Regions from separate parts of the Sus scrofa genome. Here region 1 is linked to region 2. Evidence: chromatin contacts called from public HiChIP or PLAC-seq data. All regions are on one chromosome and are shown on one strand. Each heading gives the region's core, a stretch centred on a gene start, on an enhancer-like site or on the middle of the called end of the contact. The rest is flanking DNA. Distances are from core to core; before and after follow the strand shown.

Evidence for each region. HiChIP or PLAC-seq counts read pairs in DNA pulled down with a chosen protein or histone mark.
Region 1: a contact with region 2 is called in an H3K27ac HiChIP or PLAC-seq map of alveolar macrophages. The contact joins the enhancer-like site here to the promoter of MTCH1 in region 2. A contact is called at or near these places in 2 of 5 promoter capture datasets (both in liver), 14 of 47 Hi-C or Micro-C datasets (alveolar macrophages, embryonic fibroblasts, epiblast stem cells and 6 more) and 2 of 2 datasets of contacts at active chromatin or transcription factors (alveolar macrophages and skeletal muscle).

The regions. Positions count from the first base shown.
Region 1 is chr7:32,565,038-32,572,417 of Sscrofa11.1, reverse strand. C7H6orf89 (bombesin receptor-activated protein C6orf89 homolog) reads right to left here. Exons shown (of 10, transcript XM_021098652.1): 6 at 4,084-4,238; 7 at 3,819-3,958; 8 at 1,468-1,597. Among named protein-coding and RNA genes, the nearest start is that of PPIL1, 21 kb to the right of the region's middle. Within about 2 kb of position 4,202, at least 5 of the 83 cell types and tissues checked have an H3K27ac peak or open chromatin away from gene starts, as enhancers often do. A contact at or near this core is called in alveolar macrophages, where this site is marked.
Region 2 is chr7:32,631,207-32,638,851 of Sscrofa11.1, reverse strand. It overlaps MTCH1 (mitochondrial carrier 1), which reads left to right and starts at 3,277. Exons shown (of 12, transcript NM_001244167.1): 1 at 3,277-3,633. The coding sequence starts at 3,313. It overlaps LOC110261512 (a long non-coding RNA gene), which reads right to left and starts at 3,281. Exons shown (of 2, transcript XR_002345692.1): 1 at 3,183-3,281; 2 at 1-206.

The sequences.
Region 1 (7,380 bases), core at 2,953-5,452, 67 kb after region 2:
TGGATACTGGTTGTGTTTGTTACCGCTGAGCCACAACAGGAACTCCCCCCCAGGGCCTCATAACAGTCACATCCCCTTGGCCTCTTGGATCCTGGGTCCACAGACGTGTGGCTTTACCAGGGTCCAGGGCCCAGTGATGCGGATCCAGGGCGGAGTGACAAGGCTGTGGAGAAGGCGGGGGCGGGGGGGGGGGGGTGCCTTGAGCCAGGGTGGGGAACAGATGCTCTAAGAAACCAGACTCCCAGGATTTTTGCCTATTTGGGCCACTCCCCTTCCCGAAACATCCTCGAGAACCACAACAAGATGTCTTTCTTAGGCGTCTGTGTAACTTTGTATTTACCCCTTTGGCTGGGCGCCATGGTGTCCCTGTTAAGTAGAGTGGTGAAATTAAGATTCAAGTAGGAAAACCCAAGATAAAGGCCCTCGCCCAGAATTATATCATAATTATGAGTATGAAATCATATTAGGGCCCTGAGTTCTAGCTGAAGAAAGCAGGATAAACTTCTTTAAAATCCAAGGCAAGAGCCCAGCACCTCCACCCTACAGCTGGCAGACAGAAGTTCTTACTTCTAGACAAAATGAGTGTTTTTAAAGGCTCTGAAATTCCTTTAACGCGATTCAGCAAAATTGGGGCCAAACAATAGTGTCAGGAGGTTGAAGACACAATCCAGAGTTGGTAGGTGGCCACAGTGCAGCAAATTTAATTTTTTGACAGAGGAAAATTCATCCTTTTAATTTTTCCAAACCAATTCAGGCTCAAAAACCTTCCCCAGGAATGACACTCAACATGGAGCAATTAAGGGAAAGGTAAACAGACACAAACACAGAACAGCTCTGCCTAGTCTGCTGGCCCCAGAGATGTAACCATGGGCTCTGGGGACTCGGCCACGGACTGAGGTAAGGAGCACTGCCGCCCGCACTGGGCCGCCTGCTCAGCACGTGCCTATCTTCCCTTTGTTCCCAAACCTCTCTGTGCTCCCGAGCTTTCCGCGTCCCCAGTTCTTGTCTGCACTTTCTCTTGTGTTTATTTTGGGGGAAAGCCAACCTAGGGGTGGAAGGTGAGGAGGGTTTTCTTGTTAACTTGCTGTGTCCTTGGGTGAGTCATCATTTAATCTCTCTGGGGCTCAGCTTCCTTATCTACAAAATGAGTAGGTTGGACTATGCAGTTACATACTATTCATTTATATACATCAGCCTGCTTGCTACCTTGGGGCAGCGAAGACCGACCAACGGCTCAGGACCCTTCAAAGTTTAGGATTCTGTTTCCTTTAATGTAGACAAGCAGCTTGCCCTCAGGTGGGAAGGGCAGGAGACAGACCGGCCAGGTAACTAGACGTTCCGTAGGCACCCCTTCGGTAACGAGGTTTCACCCTCCAAGTTGACATGCAGGGAAGGCTCTGACTAGGACATCAGCCCAGGTCCCCAGTGAGAAACGTTCTTGCCCCACGTCCTCTCAAAATTTCCTACCTTACTCCCCGCAATAGGTTCCGGTTGAAGAAGGAAGCACTTTTTCAAGGAGGCGTCTTTTGGAAACGGCAGGAAGGTGAAGACAGGAAAAAGCTCACGTAAAATGTGTGATCTGTTCAGAGGTCTTCTCCTGTGAAACGTGTGAGAGAAAAAAAGTAAGTGAACTGGGCAAACCAGCCTAACTCGGTGACGAACAGAGAGCACGGCCAGGGTGGGAAAGCTGTGGGCGGTGGGTGAAGAGGGGTAAAATGTCAGGACAATATTTGAAGAATTTGGTCCATGAAGAACAGTCATGCCAAACCAATGAACCGTGACTTGTACACACACACAAATGCTACAGCCGCAATTTGTCCATGTGGGTGGGGTGTTTATAAAATCCAGCTAAAACAACATATAGAGGAAGAAAAGAAACACTCCATTCATCCCATCTGGGAAAAGCGTCTGAAGTAACAGCAAGGAGGCAAGAAAAGAGAAGAGGGAAGAGGAAGGGCCAAAAATCGTGAACCTTTTGAGGTGAAGCAGCACGAAGTGGGAAGCCGGATATGCTTGTTAAACTGAGTATTTGATTATGCAACAAAGGGCAAATTTAAAGAAAGGCAGAGGCAGAGAAATTACACAACAAAAAGCCTGAAAAGGCAATTTTAATTCTCTTTGGAATGTTCTAGAAGGAAACTGGCTTGCCTTTGTTTCTAGAAAGCAACTTTCACCCCAAGAACTAAATGGACCATGTCTTCTATGGGACACAGGAAGGAAGAGGGGGATAGCCTGGAGTTTCAATCCTGGCTGGGTGACTTTAAGCAAAGTACTTAACCTTCCTGGGGAGTTCCCATTGTGGCGCAGTGGTTAACAAATCCGACTAGGAACCATGTGATTGTGGGTTCGATCCCGGGCTTTGCTCAGTGGGTTAAGGATCCAGCATTGCCGTGAGCTGTGGTGTAGGTCACAGACATGGCTCAGATCTGGCATTGCTGTGGCTGTGGTGTAGGCCGGTGGCTACAGCTCTGATTAGACCCCTAGCCTGGGAACCTCCACATGCCGCAAGTGCGGCCCTAGAAAAGACCAAAAAAAAAGCACTTAACCTTCTGATTCCCACACTTTTTTTTTTTTTTTTTTTTTTGCTTTTTAGGACCACACCTACGGCATATGGAGGTCCCCAGACTAGGGGTCCAATCAGAGCTACAGCTGCTGGCCTACACTATAGCCACAGCAACACAGGATCCAATCCACATCTGCAACCTATACCACAACTCGTGGCAACGCAAGATCCTTAACCCACTGAGCGAGGCCAGGGATCGAACCCACAACCTCATAGTTCCTAGTCGGATTCGTTTCCGCTGCCCCATAAGGGGAATTCCTCTCACCCTTTTCTGATCCAAAAATGATAATTCCTATTTCCCAGTGCTATTATGTGTATCACTAATGAGTAACAGACACTAAGCACCAAGGCACGCTGTCTGGCACAAACAAGTGCCAAGAAATAAGTTTCCTTTCTATTCTTTTTCCCCCTTTTTGGGCATGCCCACAACATGTAAAAGATCTTGGGCCAGGGATAGAACCTGTGCCACAGCAGTGGCAATGGTGAATCCTTAACCGCTAGGCCACCAGGGAACGTCTCCCTTCTATTCTTCGTGCTCTCTCTATGGTCCTCAACCTCCAGGACTCATTCAACATAAACAAAATGCTAAACACCTACTCAGAAGTAAATTACGAATCTACTAGGCAATCTGGGTGTCTGCCCACAGTGGCTCCCCCTTTGACTTATCTCCCTTAGTTGGTTTTTCAACAGCATGTGCCTGAATTATCAATCATTTGACCTGGGGGTATGTGTGTGTGGTGCAGTGTGGTGTGATGTGTGTGTGGTATGGTGTGTGTGTGTGTGTGTGTGTGTGTGTGTGTGTGTTTGTGTGGCCACCCTGTGGCATTATCAATCATTTGACCTGGGGGTATGTGTGTGTGGTGCAGTGTGGTGTGATGTGTGTGTGGTATGGTGTGTGTGTGTGTGTGTGTGTGTGTGTGTGTGTGTGTGTGTGTGTGTGTGTGTGTGTGTTTGTGTGGCCACCCTGTGGCATATAGAAATTCCCGGGCCACAGATCAGATTTGAGCCACAGCTGTGACCTACACCACAGCTGTGCCATTGTCAGATCCTTAACCCTCTGTGCCAGGTTGGGGATCAAACCTGCAGTCCAGTGCTCCAGAGACACAGTCGAGCCCATTGCGCCACAGTGGGAACTCCTCGAAGGGCGTGTGTAAAGCACGCGCATGCAGTGTGGGCACAGCAGTAGGTGGTACCAGTCTGACAGCTGGTCCGCCCTCTTTCTACCCACATGCAGACTGAGCCCCTTTACACTTACCAGGGATAAGGAAATGGGAACCACCGGTGAGGAAAGCAGCGCCACCACTTGGCGAAAAACTCTTCGGTGAAGCCTTCTGTCACCTCAGGGTACTGGCACAAAAACTGCTGAAGCTCCTCAGATGACAGGGGCTGTCCGGTCTTGGCAGGGCAGAAAACAAAAGTGCAACAAAACCATGTGGAGTTACTCATCAGGAATGTCACAGAGCTTGCTGTTTTCTAGCCACCCACTGATCAGTGGGAGACTCTGCTCACTTCTTGCTCACCTTGATCACCAGAGGATGGAGTCTCTCAAACTTCACTGGGGTGTCTTCCAGGAGCATTACTTTTAGGGGCAACTTCTGGGTGCAGCCGGTGCAGTTGGCAGGGATGGGGTCTGACTCATTCTGCTCACAGTCATTTGTCCACCAGGGGTCAAAGTCTGAGAGAGGAAGAAGGGATGTGGAGGAAGCAGAGGCAGCAGGTAAACCAGTATCCAAAGCAATGGAATCAGAGAGCTATAAGAATAATTTAAAAAGCTAACAGTGGGAGTTCCCGTCGTGGCGCAGTGGTTAACGAATCTGACTAGGAACCATGAGGTTGCGGGTTCGATCCCTGCCCTTGCTCAGTGGGTTAACGATCCGGCGTTGCGGTGAGCTGTGGTGTAGGTTGCAGACGCGGCTCGGATCCCGAGTTGCTGTGGCTCTGGAATGGGCTGGCAGCTACAGCTCCGATTAGACCCCTAGCCTGGGAGACTCCATATGCCGCAGGAGCGGCCCAAGAAATAGCAAAAAGACAAAAAAAAAAAAAAAAAAAAAAGCTAACAGTGATAAGCACTGGCAACCTCTGAAAAGGTAACTATGAAATAAGGTAGCCCCAGAGCAGGAAACAGAGCACTTAGGGGACAGAGGTGGAAAGGAGAGGTACTCCTCTCTGTATACCCTTTTGGATTTTATGGAAAAACAAACAAACAAACAAAAAAATATATATATATATATTTTTGGCCACACCCATGGCATGGGGAAGTTCCTGGGCCAGGAATCGCACCCTGCCACAGCAGTGACAACACAAGATCCTTAACCCACTGTGCCACCAGGGAACTCTCCAGAAAATATTTTTAAACATGTACAAGTATCCCCTAAGTCAAGTCAACAACTGAAGTTGAACCGTTTGAGAAGCTATGTTCAGCGACATGAGGTTGGACATGCCATTTTCTAACCTGTGACCCAGAGGGCTGAACAGTGGGGGAGGGGCAGGTAGAAAGGATGGTCCCACCATCAGTGATGAGTCCCTCTGCGTCCATGTCTTCTCCAACACCCCAAACCCTTGGCTCACAAGTATAAGTGGAGGCCAGGATGGCTCTGGGAAGGAAGAGTGAGAACAGGGCACAGAAAGAAGGAATGGAGCAGAGATAAGACTTTTCAGGGGCCCATCTTTTTTTTTTTCTTTTTAGGGCTGCACTTGTGGCATATGGAGGTTCCCAGGCTAGGGGTCAAATCGGAGCTGTAGCCACTGGCCTATGCCACAGCCACAGCAATGCCAGATCCAAGCTGCTTCTGTGACCTACACCAGAGCCTACAGCAACACTGGATCCTTAACCCACTGAGGGAGGTCAGGGATCGAACTTGCGTCCTGTGGATCCTAGTTAGGTTCGTTTCCACTATGCCACAAAAGGAGGTCTTGTCTTTTTTTTTTTGGTCTTTTTATTTATTTATTTATTTTTGTCTTCTTAGGGCCACATGTGGAAGTTCCCAGGCTAGTGGTCGAATTGGAGCTGCAGCTACCAGCCTACAGCACAGCCACAGCAATGCCAGATCCAAGCCGTGTCTGCAACCCACAGTACAGCTAGCGGCAATGCTGGATCTTTCACCCACTGAGTGAGTCCAGGGATCGAACCCACATCGTCACGGATACTACTTGAGTTTGGAACCTGCTGAGCCACAAAGGAAACTCCCAGGGGCCTGTCTTCAGAGTAAAGTGAATTGCATCTGCCCATGAGCTCGCCCTGCCCAGCTCAGAGCGGGTAGGGTTGCTAACCGTGGTTTCTAGGCCCAAGGACTAGATGGTCAGCACTGTAAGAATGCCCCACCCAGACCCTGACCCTGATGTGAGTGCTCCCTGGCTCCCCGACACCTTTCTCTGAGGGGCTGGCTCTGTTTCCACGCAGTCCTCATTTACTCTGTGTTCCTTCCCGCTGAGACTATTCTGTTCACAATATTTATTGCATTATTTCTTGTTTGCTTTCTGTTCCATTCTGGGTTTCGTCTGTGTTCTCTGAGATGTGTTTGTGATAAACTCTAATTTGAGTCCAAAATGTTTCACCAGATTGTTTCTGATGAAAACCCAACAGAAACCCAATCACGAGAGCCTAGAACAAAAGTCAACAACCAAATGTGTCCGAGATGAAGTCAGTTCTTTAAATCAATAAACACACGTGGAAACTGACTTTTAATCACAGGAACGTTCTGTGCAGTCAGCCTAAGGCAGCAGCAGTGCAGAGTAGGAAACCCTGTGTTTGTGTGAGTATCTCCTGAGCACCTTCCAGCTCTTGCAGACAGAACCTGCGTCCCCCTGAGGCAGCTGCCACCCACGCTTCCCATCCGGAGCACTGCACTGTGTAGCACCCACAGCGCTCGCCACCAGCCCCAGGGGCAGCAGAAAGCCCTTTAGTGGCACCTGTTTCGGTGGCATACTGAAAGTTATACTTTCTTTTTATTTATTTTCAAATGCTCCTTACTAGAGGTCAAATACGGTGAATTCTTGCCAAAATACAAGAACTCTGAGTAAGGGACATACCATGAGGCATAAATAATCATAACATGCTACACATACGGAGCATTTCAGTTTCCAAAGGACTTATGAGGGAGGGGGAAGGAAAACTAACGTGCTAAGCGCCAAGCCTGATGCTAGGCATTTTCGCAGGTTATGTAGTTTCCTCTTTATAATTATTGCAGCATTGACACTCTCAATTTATAGATAAGCAAACTGAGAGTCCTCAGAGCAGCAAGGTTCCACAGCGCATGGGAAGAGCACAGGAGGCAGTGGGGCCAGCGAGGTGAGGACAGAGGCTGCTGAGAAAGCCTGTGCTGGGGGCTTCTAGTGCCGGACAGGAGGGAAAGGGTACTGTTTTGCTCTGTGTAGCTCATACATTTTTAAAAAACAAAACAGCCTTATCGAGACTGAATTCACATACCAGAAAATTCATTCGTTTAAGGTGCACAATTTAGGAGTTCCTGTTGAGGCTCAGCAGAAACGAACCCAACTAGAGGAAGAGCTACTTTTGATTCCTCTGTAAGCTTTGTCGTCAAGGTGAATATAGAATGTGCTTATACTGGGTGGGAAGGGACCGAACAGCGGCGAGGTAGTATCTGGGAGCAGGGTCCAGTGTACAAGTGGGGCTCTTCGTCCCCTTCTCATAGCATTTCCAATAACAAAAGGAGAAGTGTCCAGACTTCAGCTTGGCCTCCATCTATCTGAAAAGGTTTTATCTGATGTGTGCTCTGTATAACAGGCTGGAGCCAATGTGCTACAGAGCGAGCTGGAAAACAGCCAACAGCACGCAGCAGACCCTGCCATGCCACCCC
Region 2 (7,645 bases), core at 2,028-4,527:
AACAGAGCAGAATACCAACTAGGCATCTGATCCTTTCTGACCCTGGGGTGAGTGACATGCCACATCTCCCCAGAGTGGAGAGGCCCCATTTCCCTTCTTCACTCTTGTAGGTTTCATCCCAAGGCCTTGGTACCTATTAGTTCTGTAGCTGTCTTCCACATCTCTCCCAGAAGCCTTAGTGATCTCACACACCTACATCTGGTGACCTGCATGACATTCCAGAATTCCTGAAATGATGACTATTATAATGTACCTTCTTTTAGCCTAATTAGGACACGAGGTGTTTCCTGATTTAAGGTGGTTATGGGGCCCCAGGGGTTCAGGACAAAAGGAAGGCCAGTGTTCCTCACACCTGCCCCAGGCAACCATGTGAGGGAGCAGCCAGAATGTTCTCACCCAGAATGAATAAACAGGGAGACTCTATCCAAACAAACCCATCTTCTCCTTTTTTTTTTTTCTTCTTTTTAGGGCCGTACCTGTGGCATAAAGAAGTTCCTGGGCTAGGGGCTGAATTAGAGCTGCAGCAGCTGGCCTACACCTCAGCTTGCAGCAATGTTGGCTCCTTAACCCACTGAGTGAGGCTGAGGATCAAACCCACATCCTCACAGACACTATGCCAGGTTCTTAACCTGCTGAGCCACAATGGGAACGCCAAACTCTTTTTTTTTTGCTTTTTTTAGGGCAGAACCCACGGCACATGGAAGTCCCCTGGCTAGGGGTTGAATAGGAGCTGTAGCTGCCAGCCTACGCCACAGCCACAACAACATGGGATCCAAGCCACATCTGCAACCTACACCACAGTTCACACCACCAGATCCCTGACCCACAGAGCAAGGCCAGGGATCAAACCTGCGTCCTCATGGATAATATTCAGATTCGTTCCCCCTGGGCCACAAGGGGAACTCCAAAACCCATCTTCTTTATGTCAGGATAAACTCTGACACCTGGTGCACCTCACCCCTTCCCAGGTGAGAGTGGAACTCTCATCTGGCCTTGGCATCACCTCAAGTTCCTTCCTGATCTGATTAGTGTGATATCAACTTAGTTTCAATAGTGGGTACTTACTATTTTGTATTCTCTCTTTTCATTGTAACAGTAGTTACCCACAGGAGCCCAGAGATTGCTGATCTATTTACCTGGCAATTCGCAAGGTCTACAAGAGTATTACTTCTTGTTAATTTTTTCCTGTTTGATACTACTTAGGGGCATATGAGCCTTTCTAAAGTTTTCATTCTGTAAGTGGTGCTACATAAATAACTTTGTGCAAATGTTAAAAGTATTTTGCTCATTCATGCGTTTTCCAGTAAATATTTAGTGGGTTCCTACCATGTGCCAGGCACTATGCCAACCATGAATAGGGTAGTTCTTTACAATCTAACAGGGGTGACTGACAGGGAAGCTGGCAACCACAGTGTAGCATGGTAAGCCCTAAGAGGCAGCAATCACAGAAGACAACAGAACCATAGGGTCCACTAACCAGCCCAGAGCTAACTGCTTTACAGCTCTAAGTACATACACCCAGGCTGCTCAGTGGAGCTAATGCTAAGCAAGGAAGTCATTAAAGTGCTCCTGGAGTTCCCCTTGTAGCTCAGCACAGTAAGAACCTAACAAGTATCCATGAGCATATGGGTTCAATCCCTGGCCTTGCTCGGTGGGTTAAGGGTCTGGCATTGTGGCAAGCTGCGGTGTAGGTCATAGGTGCTGCTTAGACTTGGAGTTGCTGTGGCTTTGGTGTAGGCTGGCAGCTACAGCTCCAATTTGACCCCTGGCCTGGGAACTTATATATGTCACACCTGTGGCCCTTAAAAAAAAAAAAAAAGCACTCCTGAAGTTCCCTGGTGGCTCAGCAGGTTAAGGATCTGGCATTGTCATTGTAGCAGCCCAGGTCACTGCTGTAGTGCAGGTTCAATCCCTGGCTCAGACTTCAACATGCTGTAGGCCGGGCCACACACACAAAAAAAGTGCTCCTAGGGGTGGGAGGTAGGTTTGATGAAAGGTGTATTTGAAAGGGTAACACTTGAAAGAGCTAGGATGCTTTACAGTGTTCCAGACCAGAACAAACTTGGGTTAGTGAAGCCAGGGTAGGGGCGAGACCAAGGGGACAGGTAGACTGACAGGATTTGAATGTGGAAAGTATACAGAGTATTTGTTGTCAGGAGTAATGGGGGGGGGGGCTTTTAGGCGGCAAGAAGGGCAGACTTCAGGAAACCCGGACTAAGCCGTCAGAAGGTAGATGTCTATTCTGAGGAACCTTCCCACAATGAACACAGGATGAGTACAGACAAAGGGATCAGCTCCCCCATGGCTGTGTCCCTCCCAACTCTAGGGTACTGGATTTCTTTCCATTTAAACAGCTACTTTTCTTTTGCATCTCCACAACTAACTAGCAGGTTTTAGGTGTTGTTGCAGGGGGAGGGCACGCTTACAAACATGAACAGGGCACTTGCTGGAATAGGCAACTTCTTCACAGGGCTGTTGTGAGGATCATACTAGAGTTGACATGTTGCAAAGCACTTTTAAAAACGTCTGGACGTAGTAAATGCAATTTAAGAGCCAATTATTATTCATTTTTATTAACTAAAGATTAGACTATCAGAGCCTAACACAATGCCTGCGTGTGCTCATGCTGACTAGTTAAAACCTTCACATCTAGTGAAGGAGATACGCAAGCTTAAACTGGTTAAAACCTTTCCATCTAGTGAAGTAGATACGCAAGTACTTTTGAGCAAACGTATTTTCTAACCAGCAACTGTGAGGGAGGTTGGCGGAGGCTCAACTGCAAAGCAGAATGACCACAACTGCCGAGGGGGCAGCCGGATTTGGCCTGGGGGGGAGGGAAAGGGAGTATGCCGAGGCTGGAGAACGCGGAGGGGTTCGGCCAGCAGCAGGAGGCCGCAGGACTGGGATCCGGGCCGCAAAGAGTCGGGTCCAGAACTGCGGACAACACTCCGAGCCAGGGAAGGGGCTTGCAAGCGCCTCAGACCAAATTGAGGGCGTTTGCGGAGCATCCGAGCACCGCCCCCGCCGCTCTCCTGGCCCCCCGGGGGAGCTCCCGCGCTGGCGGCGGCCTTCACGGTCTCTGAGCCTACAGTCTGGGTCGCCCGCAACCACTGACCCCCGGGCCACAGCCCAGTGCAGAGCCAGGCCCCAACCCCGACCCGGGGCCCACAACTGGCGCTTACCGCCAGCCGTCCCACGATGCCGCACACCCCCGCGGCCGCGAGTGGTGAGGCCCGGCCCCACCCCCGACGCGCTTAGGGGCGGTGCGCCCGCCCGTCACGTGACGGGGGAGTGACCTCGCCGCCCGGCGCCATGGGGGCTTCGGACCCGGAAGTGGCGCCCTGGGCTCGCGGCGGTGCCGCGGGAATGGCGGGAGCCGGAGCAGGAGCAGGAGCTCGCGGCGGAGCGGCGGCGGGGGTCGAGGCCCGGGCTCGCGACCCGCCGCCCGCACACCGCGCGCACCCGCGCCACCCTCGGCCTGCGGCGCAACCCTCCGCCCGCAGGATGGACGGCGCGTCCGGGGGCCTGGGCTCCGGGGACAACGCCCCGACCACCGAGGCTCTTTTCGTGGCGCTGGGTGCAGGAGTGACGGCTCTCAGTCACCCGCTGCTCTACGTGAAGCTGCTCATCCAGGTGTGGAGCCAGGGGCGTCTTAGGGAGGCGGGGGCCGATGTGAAGGTGACAGGCCAGGGTCTGGAGAAGGATGGGGGCGGGGGAGGCAATGGCGGTGTATTGAGGAGAGGGGCGGGGACGGCGGGTTGATGCGCGGTAGGAGTGGGAGAGGAGGAAAGCGGCAAGTGATTTGAGGATGCAAGGGGCATGGGTTTGGGGGTGCAAGAGAAGGGGCAAAAGGTCAGCGTCAGATTTGGGAGAGAGGAAGGAACGAGGTGCAGGGGGAGGGGACGATGGAACGGATGACAGGTTTGGGAAATGAAAGAATGGAGGCGATGAACTTGCACTAGGAGGGAAGGGGCAGCATTTGGGGGTGAGGAAAGAAGCAACGATGGGGGGGGCGGGAAGTTTTGGCAAATGGCTGAGGAGGAGGTTTGGGGGCCAAGGCAGAGTATTCAGAAGATGGGCACATTTAAGGTGAAGGGAAGCAAGAACTCTGGATTTAATAGAGATGGACTTACAGTGGTTTGGAGGAAACAAAGGACTAGAGAGTCTGGTCCAAACGTTTAAGAAAGAAAAAGGGGCATCAGACTCCGGGGAGGAGGGGACGGGAGCATTAAATTTAACGGTGACAGAATTTGGTGCGAAAGGGCGGAGGCAAAGGATTTAACACCGGAGAGCTATCGTTTTAAGGAGATGGGGGCTCTGGACTTGATGGCGACGGCAGATTTGATGGGAGGAGGGGACGGTGATGACGTGCCTTGGGGGAGGGGAACAGATAGGGCGACACGGGGGCGGGGGAGGGGTAGTGGAGGTTTGTCTGGAAAGGGGAGCTAGGAGGAGGCTTTTGGGGGGAAAGGATGACGCATTTGGAGGAGAAAATTGAAGTCATGGTTGGGGAGGGGTATGGGCTGAAGGGTTACAGGCAAATTGGAATTGGGCAGAAGGGGCATTTTAAGCACAAGGTGGCAGGATGTGCAGGGGCTGGCAGAAAATGAGACCAAGGTAGGATGTCTCTGGAATGGAGGCATGCAGGGGCGGTTGGCATGTTTGGGGGGACCAGCAGTGCCTGACAGATGAATTGGGTTGCTTAAGAAAGGGAGAGATGGAGCTGGAAGGGGGTGGGTCTGGGATGGAGGAAGTGCATTTGGCAGAATTCGGTGGGTGTGACTGAGATGGGCACCCTGTAGAGGATGGTTCCGGCCTGGAGACTGATATCTGAAGATTTAGCTTAGAATTTTCAGTTAAGGTGAGGGGAGGAGGTAAAAATTGAGATGAAGAGCTAACCAAAACTTGAGAATTAATTCAAGATGGGGCAAATGGGGATTGGATTTACTGCTCTGATGATGGCTGAAAAGTGAGAGATACAACTGAAATGAGAGGAACTTGATAATAGAAGTAATTGAAATCTGGGGTCAGGAATGGGGGCACTGGATTTTGGAATGTGACGAGTATGACAAGGAATGAGGATATTCAGTCAGAGACGTTGGGTCACCTGACTAGAATCTAATTGCAACTGAGATTTGGAAACGGCCAACAGAGGAAGGTCAAAACTGACATTGGTCCTGACTTGGGAGTGAGAGCTTCTTACAAAATTTGGATTTAAAGCAACAGAGATTACAGATTTGAGAGAGAAATTGAGGCTTTTGGAACTGGTGGTACCTGAGATGAGAAGTAAGGATGATAGAGCGAGACTGGGTGAGGGCTGGGACTTTAGGGTGGCCAGTAGGAGTGTCTGCAGAGTAGAGGATGCTGGAGTACAAGGAACTGGGGGGGGGGGGCCTCCCTGTGAAGGAAACTAGAAAATGGCTTCATTGTTTGGACCTTAGTAGATTTGGTTTACGAGTCTAAAAAGAAAATTGAAATAAGGGTCATTTGGAAAGGCAGTTGAGGAATGAGAGAGAATGGGGAATTGGGGATTGAGGAATGAGGGAGTCCAGAGGGTGAGAAGAACTGCCTGGTGGGTGAGTAAGGATAGGTAAGCCCAGTTGTGGTGACTGAGGTGCTCTATCCGTTTGGACGCAGCTGGTGCGGAGTGTAACATATTTGAGGGTGAAATTTTTTTTTGGCTGCTCCTGTGGCATGTGGAAGCTCCTAGGCCAGGGATGGAACCCATACCACAGCAGCGACCCTAACCACTGCAGTGACAACGCTGGATGCCACAAGAGAACTTCCTGAGGGTGAAATCTTACAGGAATAGCTTGGGAATCAGAGATAACATTTTGCAAAAAAGCAGATCCCAGTTTGGGTGGCAGGATGGAGTGGCAGATTTGGCGGTGGTCTGCATTAAATGAGTAAGAATGCAGCGCCTAAGAAAAGGATCGTCGGTGTTAGGTTTGAAGACTTGGAAATTTGAGGGACTGGGTCTGCCAGTATCTTTTATAGAGCCGCAGCTTGGGCTCTGGTTAGGTCAAAGTTAACAGGTTTGGGGATCAAGTTGGGTGAATAGACTTGGGAACACTTAATGAAAACTCAGTGAGGGAAATAGGGGTGAGATACAGCCAGTGTGCCTTTGATAACCTGGGTGGGAGCTATGGGAATACGGAGTAAAGGGACTCAGCAAGTTTAAGGGTGGAATTGGAATAGAGGGGGCTCCCCGGTTGTGGTGACTAGACTGGGTAAGGCAGCAAAACAACACTGGCTCAGACTGAGAGTTGAGGGTATAAAGGGAATACTCCCGTATGAGAGAACAAAATCAAAACTAACTCCAGAAACTTTAAGCGTTTAATCCAGAAGGGGAAAGATCTGGAAGGGGAGGGCTAACTGCTTGGGTCAGCTGGCTCATCCCTTTCCTGCAATTCCCCTGGGTTAGAATTTTTTTTTTTTTTTTTTTTTAGTGGAAAGTCTCCATGGAGACACTCTTGGAGAGTGTTTAATTTATAATCGGTAACCTGTCACGTAGCTCAGAATCCCATTCACAAGGGACAGCCTGAACTTTCAGAAATACTTGACGAAGGTGAAGAGGAAAGGAAATGGAGCCCAGAAAACACTAGAAACATACCTGGTTCCACCTATAAGGCAGAGCCTCCCACCTCTGCTGTTTCTACCCTCTTCCACATCTAAGAGGGGCTCCTCTGGTCCACGGGTTCGTCTGGCCTGCTCTGAGGGCAGGGGCTGGTGGCCTGGCCTCCTGCCAGGGAACAGCCTTCTCACACCCCAGTAAGGTGCTGATCCTTGCTTCTCGCCTGGCAGCAGAGAACCTTCTCGTTAAACGGCAGCATACCACATGGCCTCACCCCTCAGGAGAGAACTCTCCTCCTCACATGGGTTTGGGTGGCTTGGTCCTTCACCCACCTGTGAGTTTGGCAGATAAGAATTATGATAACCCCACAGAAATGAGGAGGTCAGGGTTCCCACTGTGGCACAACAGGATTGGCAGCATCTCCAGAGCACTAGGACCCAAGTTCAACCCCTGGCCAAGCACAGTGGGTTAAGGATCTGGCGTTGCCACAACTATGGCATAGGTCGTAACTGCAGCTCAGATCTGATCCCTGGCCTGGGGACTCCACATGCAGTGGGTTGGCCAAGAAAGAAAAGAAAAATCAAAGGAAGTGAGGAAGTCATTCTGTTACAGGAAAGTAGGGAAAGAGGGTGGTCAGGGTTAGATCACAGTTGAGGAGTTTGAGGAGCAGCTGACATTTGAGGTGACAGTTTGCTCTGCCCAGGGGTGAGAGGGACAGATGAGTTGACACTCACGGTGGGTGCAGTAGGAAATCTGAGTGCAGGGTGAGTGAGCGATCTGAAGTTTAGGGCTAAGATTTGGATGCGATGTGTTTTGGTGTGGGCACACTTTGGATCGAGACTTGCCTGGAGTTTTTAACCTGGAGATGAGAATTAACTGAGATTTTTTTCTGGGATGAACATGGGGTTTTAAGTACATAAACGTGGGGGTTTTCTGCACTGGAAATATCTGGAATTGGAAGGTAAGAATGTTGAGGGTGGGGTGACAGTTTGCGGTAAGGGTGGTGTCTGGGCCTGGCCCTTTCTGTGCGTTGGGGAGATGATGTGATGCTGATAGTTATGGACACTGTCT